Linked DNA regions of Mus musculus: region 2 is linked to region 1. A link is a contact called in public Hi-C data. All regions are on one chromosome and are shown on one strand. Each heading gives the region's core, a stretch centred on a gene start, on an enhancer-like site or on the middle of the called end of the contact. The rest is flanking DNA. Distances are from core to core; before and after follow the strand shown. Region 1 overlaps Magi1 (membrane associated guanylate kinase, WW and PDZ domain containing 1). Region 2 overlaps Magi1 (membrane associated guanylate kinase, WW and PDZ domain containing 1).

What was found. Hi-C and Micro-C count contacts between places; a contact is called where the count stands out from the background.
Region 2: a contact with region 1 is called in a Hi-C map of epidermal suprabasal cells, with 2.6 times the contacts expected there. The contact joins two enhancer-like sites. A contact is called at or near these places in 1 of 39 promoter capture datasets (the 3T3-L1 cell line), 5 of 484 Hi-C or Micro-C datasets (the C10 cell line, the C2C12 cell line, the HL-1 cell line and 2 more) and 2 of 115 datasets of contacts at active chromatin or transcription factors (embryonic stem cells and pancreatic cancer cells).

Annotation. Positions count from the first base shown.
Region 1 is chr6:94,081,023-94,085,876 of GRCm38.p6, reverse strand. The region is part of intron 1 of Magi1 (membrane associated guanylate kinase, WW and PDZ domain containing 1); the gene reads left to right. Among named protein-coding and RNA genes, the nearest start is that of Gm52867, 140 kb to the left of the region's middle. Within about 2 kb of position 2,201, at least 23 of the 459 cell types and tissues checked have an H3K27ac peak or open chromatin away from gene starts, as enhancers often do. A contact at or near this core is called in epidermal suprabasal cells, where this site is marked.
Region 2 is chr6:94,201,228-94,206,081 of GRCm38.p6, reverse strand. The region is part of intron 1 of Magi1 (membrane associated guanylate kinase, WW and PDZ domain containing 1); the gene reads left to right. All of the region lies in intron 1 of 4930511A08Rik (RIKEN cDNA 4930511A08 gene), which reads left to right. It overlaps Gm52867 (a long non-coding RNA gene), which reads left to right. Exons shown (of 2, transcript XR_003956333.1): 1 at 1-4,854. Among named protein-coding and RNA genes, the nearest start is that of Gm52867, 24 kb to the left of the region's middle. Within about 2 kb of position 2,046, at least 69 of the 459 cell types and tissues checked have an H3K27ac peak or open chromatin away from gene starts, as enhancers often do. A contact at or near this core is called in epidermal suprabasal cells, where this site is marked.

The DNA.
Region 1 (4,854 bases), core at 952-3,451:
AACTTTTTTAGTTATTTGGATATCTATTAGGGTTTTTTTTTTTTTACCAGTTTTCTTGGAGAAATTAAGCTAGAATTCTACCTTGAGGTAGAAGTATCAGGCCAAAGGATACTTGAAGGAGAAAAGGAACATTTTTTTCTGACATGTGCAAGTCTAAAAGGAAAGTGATTGAACACTAAGAATCAGACGCTTGGAACACAAGAGAAAGGAAGAGCGGAGTCTCTCGGGGAACTCAAGCAGGCTGGAAGACATTCAATAGCCAGAACTGATGTTGTTTCCCCTTCCTTCAAACCTTCCTTCGTCTCCTGGTGAATCCACTTGTATCTACCATCCCTTGCTAAGCTGTATTCCGTCTTGACACACACAGCTTCAGTAGATGATCATTAGTTTTGACCGGCGTGTCTTGTAGAGGTATAAACCATTGGTTTCTGTACTTGTGGGTGGCATACCTGTGGTTCGACCAGCTGCAAACAGAAATATTTGAAAACAACAAAACAAAACTGTCTGTGTTGAACATATGCTACAGGCTTTTCGTATCCTGTCAATGTCGCCAAAGAATCTGATACAACAATTACTTCCTTAGCGTTTGTATTGAGCTGAGTGTTGGTAATACAGTTAGTTTAAAGTATGTGGGAGTGCATGTAGGTGATATGCAAATACTGAGACATTTTATGTAGGGATTTGAGTATCTGGATTTTCCTGTCTGCAGGTCACTTGTCTACTTTATGTTACCAAAAAGCCTTTGCTGGGCCAGCATGACCTCTTCAGCTTCGAGGGGAAGCCTGCTTGTTCCTCTCAGGAAGAGTGGGTGACAGAGGCCGGGACAGCGAGGACTATGAAGAATGCTTGCTTTTATAAGTACTGCATGTGTGAAGCATGTTGATTTGAACCTGCTTTATTGCATCAGTCTCTTACCGCTATTGAACTGAAAGGCCCAAGGCTCCCTGCGGAGCTCAAGCTGACAAGTTGAAATGACAGGATTCTTTGGCTCTAAGCTACCCTTTCCCACTTTATTAGCTTAAGCTTAACAGTTCTTTACAGATCCTGTAGCTGACTTCACAGGCTCAATAAAATGCTGCCTAATCAGGATCTGTCTGTCTGCAGGAAAATAGGCTTTCTTATTTTTCCTCGTTTAGCTGTTGAATGGCAGTAACCCTTGTGTGATGTGACTGTCCACTTTGGCCTTTATCTAAGAAAAAGGACCATGACTGGATTTCAACGGGTTGGCTTTAAAAAGCCACTAATTTAGGCTGAGTTGTGCTGAAGAGCTTTTTTTTTTTTTTTTTTGCAAGGAGGACTCAGTGCATTTCTTCACCACCCCCCCACCCACCCTTTTTTCCCTGTGCAGACAGCAAGCTCAGCTGCTAAAACAAAGCAAACCCAGGGGGTGGTGCACACCTTTGATCTGTGCCCTTAGGAAGCAGAGTCAGGCAGATCTCAAAGTTAGAGAGAGTTCCAAGACAGCCATATTGTTGTTTGTTTTAAGCTAGGGAGGTGAATTAAGTTTAGCCAAAGCTTGCAAAGATTCTCAGGAAAGTATAGAATTATTTTTCTTCTCCAGTACTAGGAACAAAGTTTTTCTCTTGGTCGTCTTTAGGCCTACAGGTTATGAAATGAAAGTCATGCAGCACATTGATTATATTACTAAGCATTTGTGATAAAGCTTACACTAACAATTTTTTAAAAAAAACATTTGTTTTGTTTGTTTGTTTGTTTATTGGGTGTGTAAATACAGGTCCTTATATGCCCTGGAGGGAGAGAGGGAGGGAGAGAGAGTGCACGTGCCAGAGGACAGCTCTTGGGAGTCAGTCTGCTCATAGGATCAGGTTTGGATGGTTGGCCTTGCACAGCAGACTCTTATCTGCTGAAGGATCTTACAGACCAGCTTTGACAGTATTTCTTGTTTTGAGCTCTCTGGATAAGAGACCCGGGGATTTTTATGTCGAAGCTGTTTCTGCCTTGTAGAAAGCAGAACAAAGGGAGAGGAAAACTTGTCCTAATTATTAAGGTTGCGCCTTGCTCAGAGATGTTTAACAAGGCAGAATTGTAATTCGTATGTATCTGGAGAAGTACCGCATGATTTAAAGAGTGCTTTCCCAGTATTGGTTTTATTGTAGCTGTAAAGGCTCTAGAGTGCAGATCACGCTGGCAGGTCTGTCTGAGGCATCCACCTACCATGGATGTAGCGAGCTGGAGAGACTTCTCCCAAGTTCATAGTGCAGAAGCAACAGGATACAATGAATCACTTACAGTCCATACACAAGCATGCTCCTAACTTGTCCACACAACTTGCCCACACAGCAGGACGTAACCAGTGGGGAGCACTGCTCTGGTGGCTTGTAGGTTGGGTTAGACCGAGTTCTATTGCTGAGTTCACGGACTTGGCTGAGCTGCAGGGATATTATTTGTAAGACTGGGGTGACACCTACCTTGTGGATGCTTGTGTGATCCCCCAGAACAGATCACTTTTTTTTTTTTTAAATCCCTGTAAAGCCTTCAGAAGCTTGTCACAGACACGTGACGTGCTAGTGTTTTCCGAGAACTGCTCCTGATTGTACCCAAGTCGAGTTCCACGAAACAATTGAGTTAGAGTATGTGTGAATTACCTGTTAGGGTTTCTTATTTGATCTTGAGGGAATTTAGAAGGATCTGAAAATGTGGAAGAGAAAGAAAATGGCCTCTTGTAGACCTGTATGATCCCCGGGGATCAAGAGTGGGTGAGCCTTGCTTATTAGTTCAGTGGTTGTTTTGACTTTAACCTTGACCGTCTCCACCCGTGACCTCAGTCGTGCTGGGTTCCCTCTTTCTGGGTTTGCTTAGCTTCTTGGCTTTTGCGTGGGGGATTTTTGTCTAGGGTACCTTCCCCACCCACTTTCAATGGCAAAGTCCTTATCTGTGTGTGTAACTACATGATTGGCAGTTGTTTTATTAACTTCTAAACCCTGATTAGGTATTCGGCTTAGTGTTCCCAGAGTACCATAGGCTTGCTCTTAGCATTCCACTCAGCTTTTATAATTGCCCACTTCTTTGTCCCACTGGTCCGCTGGGCTGTGCAGTCTCAGAGGACAGAGAGTATGTCCTGTTTGCTGTCGTCTCTCCAGCACCTAATATAGCCCTTAGCTCCATGACATGGTTTTGAGTACATAAATGAATGATGGTGTGTGAGAGTTGGTTCTCCTGTCGTTCAAGCTCAGTGTGTTTTTGGTTTTCTATTTAAAGTTTCAGAGCTGCCTAGAACTGGCTAAACATAACATCTTTGTTTTGACAGTAGACTGTTCTCTAAAAAAAATGGTAGAGGAAGACTTTTCAAGTTGGATTTATTCTTCAGTGTGTCTGGTTTCTTTTAGGGTGTGTTGCTGTGCAAATGCTCTTTTGGTCGAGGTTTGAGAGGCTTAAAGGTGGCCACAGTGTCTTCACTACGATAGCTTTATCTCCACCTGTTCCTTGTACCCTGAGTGCATCCATCTGTCTGTGGTTGCCTCTATGATCTTCTCTGTCCCTGAATGACTTAGGGGATGGAAAAGTGGTGGTGTTACCACAGGCATTCGGATGTCAGCTCACTTAAAATATGAGTTGAAAGGAGAACCATCTAATTTCCACTAATGAATTGCTGTGTGCTTCTCAGTGTTAGGAAGGGCATTGACTGAAATATTTTTACGTAGGAAAACTTTAAAGATGAATCACTGAAAGGTGTGTCTGTCAGTACTAGAGGATCTCTCTCTCTCTCTCTCTCTCTCTCTCTTTCTTTCTTTCTTTCTTTTCGAGACAGGGTTTCTCTGTGTAGCGTTGACTGTCCTGGAACTCACTTTGTAGACCAGGCTGGCCTTGAACTCAGAAATCTGCCTGCCTCTGCCTCCCGAGTGCTGGGATTAAAGGGGTGTGTGCCACCATGCCCAGCTGCTAGAGGATTTCTTGACCAAAGGAATTACGTTTAATACTGCCTAATGTATTTCTGAGAGATACTTGGTAAAACAATTCATTTCGGTGTGGGTGCAGAGAGGGATATTTTTGATCTGGTTTACAAGGCACAATAGAAATAGAAAGAAATACTGATTTCATTCATTCATTCATTCATTCATTCATTCTGTCCCCCTGCTAAGTCTTTATTGGGGGCTAGTTGCAGCAGGAACTTTTCCAGGGGCAGGAAATAGAGCAGGAAAGCAGTCCCCGAGTATTTATAACACGTTCCATTTCTTGTACTGATTGATGTTATCCTGATGAATTCCATCTTGAGTAAGTACCTTGCTGCGGTCTGTTGTGTGACTGGAGGTTCAGGAAGAAGCACACTGGCGTGCTGTCTGTATTTTGTCTGTATTTTCTCTGTCCCTGACATTCAGTTTAAACATTTATGTTTTATTTGTGTTTAATCCTTGATTTGTCAACCTGCTATCAACTTTGGTCATGTTCCTGGCTTGGATGAAACGAGCCAATAAATGCTGCTTCCCTCAAAAAGGAAGGAGGAGATGAATATGGAGTTAGATTGGTAAGGAAATTACCCACATAGTTTAGCATCCCTTCTGTAGCTTTGAAGATAGCGCCCTCTTGTGGCGTGCTGTGTTTCTCCTCATTTCTTGGATAAACTGCTGAAAATTATATAAATTCATGGCTCTGTTGGAGTTAAATCACATTTTAAGTGGTTTATTTAGAAATAATTGATATGTGGTGCAACATTCATTCATGTAACATTTGGTACAGTTTAGTGTTTTTAATGGAATTACAGAGTTATGCAACCATCTTGCATCATGCAGCCTTCTCATTCTTATTTTGGGAGTATTTTAATCTCCTCTCAAAGTAGACTCATACCCCTCCCTTCTCTGTCCCTTTCTCCAGTGCCTTGGGGCCGGAGATATTCAA
Region 2 (4,854 bases), core at 797-3,296, 120 kb before region 1:
GACTGGCAGCTCCAGGCTTGCTGCTGTCCTTTTCCCCTTTCCTACAATTGCCTAGTGACTTAGGGAGGCACAGTAAAGCTCCATTGTCATGCTGGTGTTTGAAAGGTGACCTTGCAATGCCTGAACTAAAAAAATGGTGATCTCAAGAAAAATAAGAAAAACAGTTACTTTCTTTGGAGAGAAATTGAGGGGCATTTGATGGGGAAAGAGAGGGCCTTTCCTCCCTGACACCCAGGTTATTGTACTCTGCTTCTGGGTCTCAGAGAAGACAGACAGTGGAAAACTTGTGCAAGGTAGCAGGCACTTGGTACCTTCACCTGAGCATTTCCCTACTCATTTTTACTTGAGAAGCAGAACATGCCAGAAGTCTGGTTAGGAGAGCAGGAAGGAGTGCCCTCATGATATCTTCACGTAGAGTTTGACTTAGAGAATTCCATTTGTAATTAAGTTTTAGTTTCATTTTTTTTAATCAGTTAAAAAGATTGTTTAAGATAATTTCATTTTCTCCTTTTTTAAAATTCATATTCCCCCTTTCTATTTTTATGCCTGTGTCTTTCTGTGTCTCTCACATCTTTCTTTCAAAAATATAGGGGAAGAGAAGTGGAGGGAGAGGGAACACACCAGGGATGGATGGATGGATGGACGGACGAATGATAGATACACTGGTGTCTGAATTCATACAACAGGAAAGGATCCCTTTATATAACTTTTTACTGCTTGATTTTGAGCAAACTTCATCATACCTTTAAGTTTCAATTCTTTGTCTCTCAATGGAGACAATGATTATTTCATTTGTTGTGGAGGTTCTGACAGAAAATGACAACCACATGAATTTCAAGAATAGGCGCAACTGGCTGTGCCTAGCATGTGCTCTGTGTCAGTTTCTATTCTGAATCCGTGGGCGTCCTCAGTTCTTTCTGCCCTCAGCACTGCCCTGAGGGTTGCGAAGTCTACTCAGTGGTGAGGAAACCAAGACGGCTCCTGTTAAAGGGACTTGGCTATGATCACTCAGTTACTGTGTAATAGGGTTGGCATTTAAATGAGGAGTGCTTTAGTCTAGAGTCTGTGTCCTTACATATAACACACCTCCTGCACACCGTCCATCCTGTCACACAAACCCACTCCTTCTCCCTGGAGATAACCATCGTTCTTTCAGCATCACTTCCTATGTGATTGGAAGCAACCGGTCTGGTGTGTACCACCTACAGCATGTGCATCCTACTTTGTTTTGTGATGGACTGTTAGGATCTGTAGCTCTGCCCCGTGGCCCGAGATCAGTCAAGATCACTCTAAAAGAAAGCTAGGCCACACTGAGCTTGGGCCTGTGTGTCGCACCCCCCACCCACAAAACCCCCACTCCCAACTAGCTTCTGAGGAAAACTGTGGCAAACAAAGGCCTTCGGAGGTTTTCTGAAACATGAATGCAAACTCAAATTTCATTTTGCTCCCAAAATGTTATTACCTAAAATCTTGAAAAATATTTTCTTTTAGGGTTATTTCCACAAGGTTGTTAATCTGAAAATGATCCAGGCCTAACAGGCCTGACTTTCTGCCCCTTGCTTTGGGCTGGAGAGTGGTGGCTGAGGTTGAATGGTGGTGGAGGAAATGAACTCATTTAATATTACACCTACCATTGGGATATGTCACCTCAGAGAGGGATGCTATGTCCCACAGCCAAGGCGAAACTTTTAAAGTCGTCCACTTTTAAAAAGAGCAGCATGTCTGCAAAGTCACAAATGTGCATTGGCCATCACCCTAACCAGGGTTGTCTCTCGAGATGGATGCTATTGTGACATTTTTCTCCTCTCTGTTTCCATAGCTGGCACTTGACAGTCGTCTTATTTTCCTTTCCTTGTCGTAGACACTGCTAGCTCAAGTGCTCCTGTGTTGTGAGGTCCTTGTCTAAATGAGGCTTATCAGGCCCCGTGAGTCTTGCACAGCAGAGACAAAACTTCGCCTGTTCCTGGTTGGGAGAGGAATGTGGCTGGTTCACCTGCCTCCCTGGATACACCTGTAGGGCTGGTTCCCCTGCAGACACCTTACTGCTGAATCTGTAACTCAGCCAGGGTTTGCTCTCCCCTGGCAACTCAGTGTCAATAGTGACAGGAAGCAGAGGGACTGAGGTTTCTGTGTTGTTTTTTTTTAACCTCCTGCTTAAGTCCCAGATATGTGTGCAATCTCTCTTACTCTGGTGTGGTAAAGTCGAAACTCGGCTTATCACTGGCCTGAGAGTCTCTGGGAACATAACTCTAGATAAGGTGGGAAAAAAATGCCATAGAAAGTTAATCTTTGCTCACAAAGAACACTGCTCTCTTTAATTGGCTAGGCTGTGACTAGGTGAGGGGGTGGGTGTGAGGGAAGCCTTCCATCCCTCCCGTGGGCAGTTTGGAAGCAGGAAGGAGTCGTCTGAGGGTTTATGTTCTTACTAGGTGTTACCTGCTTCTTGAGAAAATCCCAGGCAGCCTGGTTCTGCTGGAATCCCAGTCTTGTGACCTTGTACTTAACCTTTCTCTGAGCCTTAGTTGTTTGGTCTATGAAAAGGGAATGACTGAAGGTGTGCAACGCTGAAGGTAGGATTAAAGAGGTGATATTTGCATTCCTCAGCACGGCACCTGGCACGCAGTATTCCACAAGAGATTGCAGATGGAAACCAACAGTGAGAATTATACACAGTGCCGTTGATATTTATGTGGTCTTCTTGCTTACTAAATATTCTAGCATACACGTTGCTCACATGGGTTTAAATAATTGCTTATTGCTACAGAATTTTATTTCTCTCAAATTTACTGCTCCCAAAGTTCTTCCTGTTCGTTTGGCAGAACACAGAAGTTTGAGGCAGGGGCGGGGGAACACAGCCAGCGCAAGCTCTTTCCTTATCTTGGTTTGGCTGTGGTCAAATGCAAGTGCTGCGAATCATCAATATCGTAGTCACCGGATTGGGCCCCAGCGATAGAGACCCCTTGACAGAATCTCCAGGTAGTAAAGAAGCAAGCCTGGCCTGGAGATCATGGGGCCGCAGGAGGCCTGTGGGTAGAAATTAGGGGAGCCATCGATTTGGGAAGAAAACATGGTATCCATAGCTTCACTATGGTGCAGGTGTGGTGCAGGTGAACTTGAGTTTCCTCTCAGCTCTGAGTACAGGCAGAATGGGATAATCAGGGCGCTCTGCCAGGTCATCAGCAGGACTCCGAGATTTTTAAATACCTTGTAGTATTATTTATACCTTAAACAGTCATAAAGCAGGCTGACACGTAGCTCAGGCTAATCTCAGACTTAGGTTGTAGCAGTAGCAGAGGGTGGCCTTGAACTGATCCTTCTCCTTCTCAAATGCTGGGATTACAGGCGTATACCACCATGCCAAGAGGCCTTCTGCGTCTACCCCCCCCCCCCAAGAGATGGCAATACTCACCAAGTTCAGTCTTATGATCCCTCAGGGATTTTATTAAGAAAACACATTTCTGTATTGTAAATTTATTTTACAAGTACTTTAAAAAGCCGTATTTCAGTATAATTGCTTTCCTTTGTTCTTTTACACATTTTATTTTACTTATTTATAAATTCTGAGCAGTACCCATAGGACCCATAGGCTTTACAAACTACCAAAGGCATGCATGTACAAACAAACAGCGTGGTTGTGTAGTGAAAGCTAGAATGAATTGGCTTACTTTTAAAAAAATTTTTTTTCATGTGTTTGAGTGTTTTGCTTACATAGATATTATTATACACTATGTGACTGTGGAACACAGAGAGTCCAGAAGAGGGAGACACACACATGCTCTGGAACTGGAGTTACAGATGGCTTGTGGGTGCTGGGAATCCCATCCTGGTTCTTTGGAAGAACAGCCAGTGTTCTAACTGCCAAGCTTTCTCTCCCTGATTTGCTTCTTTAGAAGTGGATCTATCCAATATCAACATATTTTGAATTGCATGCAGTCTGAACATTCCTAGCTAGGTGTGGTGGTGCAGGCCTTCCTACCTGGGAGGTTGAAGTGGGAAGTTTCTAAGTTTAAGGCCTGCTTGTACAATAGAGTGAGATTCTAACTGGGGAGGGGTGGGGAACGACTTGGTCAAAAATCTCCCAGAGACTGAAATGGGCTGGGGATGGGCAGTGGCGGAGTAAAAAAGAGCAAAAGAAGTGAGTTAAATTAATATTAGTAATGTTGTTTTACTCAAATGATTATGTGTGAAATACTATTTCAGTAGGTTGGCTCTAGTAAAAGTTAATTGTGAGATATTTCGTTTGTTTTCTTACCATGAATGCTTGAACCAGGTCTGGCTTATATTTGGGTGGTGCAGGTTCGCGGCTACTCTGTCTACATGTGATAGAATTTCCCTTGAAGCGTGGATTCATGTCCTCCCAGCCCAGTGCACTTGCCTGTTATTTGCTTACACCAAAATGATGGAAGATGAACAAAATGAGCATTAATTTTTTAACCATAAGAGCTACAGGTTGGGGGTCCTCATGGTTGCTGGAGGTTGCAGTTGATGCCGATGGATTGTGCTGCTCTGGAGTCTAGCTGGACCTGGAACCTTCCCAGCAAGCACAGTGGTTGAACAGAGTGCTGTGGGGGTAGCCTGAGGAAGCTCTCCCATTCTGTTCTAGTATGTTTAGCAACACCAGTGTGTGTTCAGAGCCTTCTTTGAGCTCTGTTCGGCATTCTCCCTGCCCAGAGCCAGACATGATGTCCAGTTACCACAGTACCGAGCTGTTTTGGTGCCTTTTGCAAGGCCTTTGATGGATTAGAGGATAATTCACAAGTTTTTGGAAATGACTCTTACTGTTTTCTTAAACAATCTCTGGTGCTAAAATGAGCATGGTTTACATAGAGGACGTTTGGTATTTTGTTTGTATTC